Linked DNA regions of Salvelinus alpinus: region 1 is linked to region 2. Evidence: chromatin contacts called from public Hi-C data. All regions are on one chromosome and are shown on one strand. The core of a region is the stretch at or near the end of the contact, and the rest is flanking DNA. Distances in the headings are between cores, read along the strand shown. Region 1 holds the start of nipal3 (NIPA like domain containing 3). Region 2 holds the start of LOC139553887 (connector enhancer of kinase suppressor of ras 1-like).

Evidence for each region. A called contact is a pair of places that touch in the nucleus more often than the background predicts.
Region 1: a Hi-C map of muscle shows a contact between it and region 2, with 12 times the contacts expected there. The contact joins the promoter of nipal3 here to the promoter of LOC139553887 in region 2. A contact is called at or near these places in 2 of 3 Hi-C or Micro-C datasets (muscle and red muscle).

Annotation. Positions count from the first base shown.
Region 1 is chr25:37,066,734-37,070,095 of SLU_Salpinus.1, reverse strand. nipal3 (NIPA like domain containing 3) reads right to left here and starts at 1,345. Exons shown (of 11, transcript XM_071366645.1): 1 at 1,117-1,345; 2 at 652-720; 3 at 350-521. The coding sequence starts at 1,161.
Region 2 is chr25:36,914,753-36,917,867 of SLU_Salpinus.1, reverse strand. It overlaps LOC139553887 (connector enhancer of kinase suppressor of ras 1-like), which reads right to left and starts at 1,398. Exons shown (of 20, transcript XM_071366646.1): 1 at 1,210-1,398. The coding sequence starts at 1,261. LOC139553888 (a long non-coding RNA gene) reads left to right here and starts at 1,266. Exons shown (of 2, transcript XR_011670749.1): 1 at 1,266-1,379.

The sequences.
Region 1 (3,362 bases), core at 96-2,595, 150 kb before region 2:
ACATGTAGGCATTGTTTGCTTTCCGAAATATCGATAATATAGTTATAAACAACTTCAATCTGGTACACATTTCCTTTTATTTCATGTCAACATTAAATTCCACATTCAGGGTTGTATTCATAAGTTGACACTGTTGCAAAACGTTTTGCACCGTAGAAAAAACATTAGCAACGGAAAACCGTTTTGTCCAAACGGGAAACGTTTTGCAATGAAAACAAGAGTTTCTTTTGGACAAATTCAGGTAGGTCGCTCCCCGTTCCGTTCGCTTCTCTTTGGTTTCTAGTGAATACACCCCCGGCTATGATAGGCCAAGCTCCCGAGCAGTGAGAGTGAAGTGTAATTTGCTTACCTATGACAGACACTGCATTCAATGGAGCTATTAGAGATAAAGGTGCAAAGGCATAGGAGACAAAGTTGGCTGCTTCTCCTAGAACGGTAAGTGCCAGGCCACACCACCATGTTTTGGTTCGGTAGAAGGCACGGGGGTCCTTGGTCCCTGCTAATGTTACATGGCTGTATTTCTGGAGAATTCAGGAAAATAAAGACTATTAAATAGAACCACTGTTGTACAAATATTGTGTCTCTTTGGACACCCACATCTTGTTATATCCAAAACATACAACATGAGGGTTGGCAGTTGCCTGAGCTTACCTGAATGCTTACAGCGATGCTGACAAGCAAATTACCAAAAATGGCCAGCAAGGTTCCAATTAGGTTTTCCTGTTAATGCAAACAAACAAATCCATTCACTTAGGGGTCATAAATATTTCAAGAGACACTTCAAATATGTGGGCAGTGACACAGGTGACATGTAGGCCACGCCCACATGATGTTATTGCATGGATACAGAGTGTATTAATGGAATGTGATATCTTCGAATGAATAAGACTAATCACAAAACTTTAAACGCCTTAAATGTAACTAATAAAACAGACAGTGGATCTAATAAAAATGTTGGACATACTCATCCAGCTGTTTCAAGTTACAGACTGAACATTTGACAAAATGTATCTTAATGCATCGCTCTTTGGCTACATTTGACCATTTCTTTTTTTTAACTGCTATTTGCGGTTCATAACAGGATGTAACACTCGCCACGACGCATCATATTCTCACCGTATAGGAATCGCCGCCGACTGCAGTATATTCTACTCCCGCCATTCTGGTTGAGGAAAATATCTATTCATCAACAGCAGGCAAACATTTCCTGAGACATCATGTATCTGTAAAAATGCAACTTCAATCAATAAACAATAGCAATAGTTAATTTTCCAGTAAGTCCCTTCTACGAGAGGAACGCCATCTTTGGATGCTTGTACTTCCGGATTCTATTTTACACACAGCTGTTACGCATGACGCACAGAGATACATTTGAATGCCGCTGGAAGAAAGACCAAAAACGGACACCGATGCTGTGATAGAAAATGCGAGAGAAACCTTCAACTACAATCCTTTGGATGACTGGCGCGGTGATGGGGAACTACGAGAGCAATTTAGTAGATTGGAGTTGCATGCACAAATGGTTTGTTCATCTTGCAAATAAAGAAGACAAATTCACCCAAAAAAATCTATTCGTGTGATTTATTTTGTGTGTAGGCCTATTGCTAATGGAAATTATTGCCACGAATTTAACAATAGTTGTTTTCTTGCCAATGTTGTTTATTTTGCATAATATGCTCCATTCAACTGTCGCACTGTCACATCAGTACAGTAGGCCGCGCCAACGAGCCATTTCTTCAAATAGGCTAGGAAAAGGCTACATGAGGGAGGTAACTACCTATGTATGGAGTCAACACGTGCGTTTATTATTTACAGTATGAAGGAGTCTAGGTTTTTGCGTTTATTATTTACAATATGAAGGAGTCTAGGTTTTTGCGTTTATTATTTACAGTATGAAGGAGTCTAGTTTTTTGCGTTTATTATTTACAGTATGTTTTTTTTTTACCGCAATAAAAACGTATTTTATCATAATGGGAGAACAAATTGTAATAAATAACCACTACATTAAAGCTATACGCTTGCAAACCAGAGGTTCATAAAGTTTTATTCCAATGACTGTTCGTCTATCCACCACAACATACCTGTGACATGTGTAATGGTAGGATACAGCAATGTGTTCAATTTGGGATCGGCCTGTGCGTTGTACTTTCTATGGTGTTATTATTAAAACTGGGTGGTAACCGGGGCCACCCTGGAGACAGATCATCATAATCTGATGCCATTCAGTTATTTTTGACGTTGATTAATGAAACGCAAGCTTTGCTATTGTGCCATACAGTCCTACGGGCATTTGACAGGCACTGCACTGCGTCACAGTCACTTGTTCCATACGAGTTCCCTGCAATTGTAGCTTTAGGCAAGGTCAACAGAGGGAGGGTGCATTGTGCCTGTGAAAGACGGGATGAAAATATTTGGCCCACCAATTTAACACACGGAGATCACGCCTGTACACCTGTTCTAGATGAGTCATGACTAACTAATTTGTTAAATGAAAATACATTCAGAGGATTTGCAAAGGGGACTGGAGAAAAACCATGGTCAAATATAAATAATAAAACAAAGGTGAATGATGGAGATGGATACAATAGGCTAGCTATGTCACATTTATGACAAGACTGAGTAGGCTATGTCACATTTATGACAAGATTAAGTAGGCTATGTCAGATTTATGATAAGATTAAATAGACTACCTATGTCACATTTATGATAAGATTAAATAGACTACCTTTGTCACATTTATGATAAGATGAAATATGTCAGACAGACAGACAGTCTTAATGTGAGGATGTATTACTATTTGTTATTTGTGGTGAATAAGCAAATAGATTACATGTGGTCTATATTTTGTATTTAGTTTGTTGGAAAAAACTGAACATTGTCATCTTCAACTTCAATCACCCACAAGATCTCATAGCAATATATGTCCAGTAGAGGGAGTACCTTTCCTGGGCTTCATTTTGTAGACTATTTGATCATGGAAAGTGTCCTCCTTACCTTGAGTAGGTGAATTCCATTATAAACGCAGACAAATAATATATATATATATATATATATGTGTGTGATTTGTATAAGTGATACTTACAGCCCTGAAGCAAACAATTATTTTGTATTGCTAATAACCAGAACAACTCTGCCTCTTGGATTTAGCCCACCCATAAACAAGAAGAGAATCAACCCTCATACTGTAGGAAGGATATTCCCTCACACGGGGACACAACAGCACAAGCTGAGGGAATTGATGTGATACGTTGTCAATTTGCAGTTGGAAGTGTACTATCACTTTGCATAGAGAGCAGAGTTTTTAGTCAGACGGGAAATTGCCAATAGACTCACTCAATCATTGGGGACATGTAGCCAGTGTT
Region 2 (3,115 bases), core at 149-2,648:
AAATAGCAGTTGGTTAGGAGCCCGTAAATAGCAGACATCCCCTCCGGCGCCATTCTTTCTCAGCTATTATTACCATATTGCAATGGTATAAACTCAGTGCAGACCTTTTTAAAATCATTGAATATGGAAAATATGCTCTTATGAACAAAAACAGCCTATAAGCAAACTAAAAAAGCGTGTGGAACTATCTACAAAGGTAAGCTTAAACTTGTGTGTAACAGATTGTGGAAGTCTCTCAGACTGTCAGAGGCATTTGAGTAACTGGACTAGTTTCTACTCGCTGAAAATGATGGCTGCAGTATTGGTGTAATTTAGACCCATTTGGCTGCTTTGAATTTAAAAAATAATTAAAACACAGGACATTCCAATAGTTCCACATAATCAATACATGTGGAAAGTGACATACTGTACTCACACTTTAGTCAAATTGTCAATTTAGTAGGCTTCAAAACACGAGGACATTGGGGGCCATGGCATAGCCTAGTAGTCTGATTTATCCAGCTGTAATACAACATTAATTGGTATATAGTCTACAGCCTGACACGAACGCCTGTAAAAACCAAGCATGCCATGAAAATTGTATATTCTGAATCGGGGAGGACAGCGGACAATCTACACCTTTTTTGTGTGAATTATTATATATTTTTTTAAGACTTAAAAAAAAAAAGGAATTGACATGGGGTGTCAATTGCTCCCCATCCTCAGAATATAAAATGGTAATTGTTATGGCATGCTTGGTTCAATAGTTATTGACGCGAGAACACCGAATTTCCTAAATGTATCTAATTTTACCTTGGTGGCGAACCGAACCATATACCTACTGGCATATGGTTCCGACTCTAAAAAGGTAAGGTAAAAAAAATACCTTCTTGTGGATATCTTGTCTCAAATTTCAAGCATTTGAAGGACAAACCGCACAGACAACCGGTAGAGTAAATTTAAATGTCGGCCTAATTATATAAAACATTCTGGCTTGTAAGAAACATTTACACGATTTTACAGGCAAAAGTATCAGGCTAGGCTATATATATTATATACCAATTAATTGTTTATTACAGCTTGATCAATCAGACTTGGCCCCTATCAATTTAACTTCCTCATTCCACCTCCCCTTCCAAGAGGATTCGTGGCGCTTCTATTTACGGCTACCTGTGTGAACACCGAATTAAACTCACCTACCTAACACAAACAGCGCCAATTATAGCCTACCTTTGAGCCAGTCGCTCACTCTCTCCTTGCTCCACGACGATATAGGCTGCATGCTGGGAGTCCTGGGAATGTTGATTAAATTATTCCCAATCGAATTCTTCAACGGACTCTACTACTCTGGATCAGAGGAAGGAACATTTCATCCTGACGATGGGCACTCCCACTTACAGGTACAAGTCCCTCCGCGAACCAATAGCATTAAGCTGTCTGCCTATGATTCAGACGCACATATTTTTATTCACACTCACATTGGAGCGGTGGGAGTGATAGAGTAGAATACTGCCATTATTTCAAACTTTAGCCTACATAATGTGATGAGGGATTAACCCGAAAGAATTGCAACGAGTAGTGAAGGCTGGTCTTTACTTGTCGACTTAATTCTTATTCCAAAGTTCGTTGCTTTTGGGAATAGGTTTTGTTTCTCAAGAGTGGTTAGGATTTTTTTTTCCTTTTTTAGCAATAGTGAAAGAGCCAAGTATAATGTAGCAACTATTTAAACTAACTATACTACTAGCTATTACTCTATATAACTATAGTTTACCATTGAATGTGAGTTGTTTTGGTGAATTATTAATATACCAACAACATAACGTTAACACAAACAGGCTTCAGTTAGGAACAGATGACACATAAAACATATTTAACATTTCATCTGAGTATCGTATCCAATAATACACAAATGGCATTAGTGTAGAAAATAACTTAGTATTGGCTTTCTTTTTGGTGCCTGTCTGGTTACAGTTGAATAATTTGACTTGGAATAGTTAGGAAACAGTTGTGAAATGTGTTGCTGGACCATTAGAAAACATTGCAGTAGTGAATGTACCTCATGAAATCCAAGCCAGATGAAAGGCCAAGGCATCAGAGACTGCCCTTTGACATTTTGCACCCCCTGGTGTTTCTCTCTTTCAAATCAGACATGATGATAGACTGATAGAAAAGCTAGTCATTGGTAACTGCATACAGAATAGCAAACTCAAGCAAACAACATTTGCTTTAAAAATAATAATTTTAAAGCGCCTCACTGCACAACGCGTTGCCCCTATCTGACCTCTGACCTAAATATGCATATGTAATAATGTATGTACTGTATGCATCAGTGGAGGCTGCTGAGGGGAGAACGGCTCATAATATTGTCTGGGACGGAGCCAATGGAATTGCATCAAACCATATGTTTGATGTATTTGATGCCGTTCCACCAATTACACTCCAGCCATTACCACGAGCCCGTCCTCCCCAATTAAGGTGCCACCAACCTCCTGTGGTATGCGTGTAACTGTCCGTAGAACCTTTTTTGGTTCTATTGTTCTTATTTAAAATTTGTGTAGTTCAGTCCTTGAGCTGTTCTCGTCTATTGATATTCTGTATTATGTCATGTTTTATGTTATGTGTGGACCCCAGGAAGAGTAGCTGCTGCTTCAGAAACAGCTAATGGGGATCCTAATAAACTACTAAATACCAGGATTTTGTCTGAAAGTGGATGTTGCGAAGTAAGTGGGAGGAACAACATAAGTGGGTGTATGAAAACCTAACACCTAATTGGACAGATTGATTGCCACTCAAGACCAATTTTGTGTTGCTGCTTCCTTGTAGCTTTTTCGCTAAGTCTAACCTTAACCTCATTCTCTTAACCTGTCACGTAAATTCTCCTAACATGCCACGTTAGTTCTCCTAACCTGCCACGCAGTAATTCTCCTAACCTGCCACGGTAATTCTCCTTACCTGCTACGTTAGTTCTCCTAACCTGTCATGTTAATTATCCTAAGCTGCTATGTTAATTCTGCAAACATGTCATGTTAATTATCCTAACCTGCTACGTTAATTCTGCAAACCTGCCACGTTAGTTTTCCTAACCTGTCACATTAATTATCCTAACCCTCCATGTTAATTATCCTAACCTGCTTCG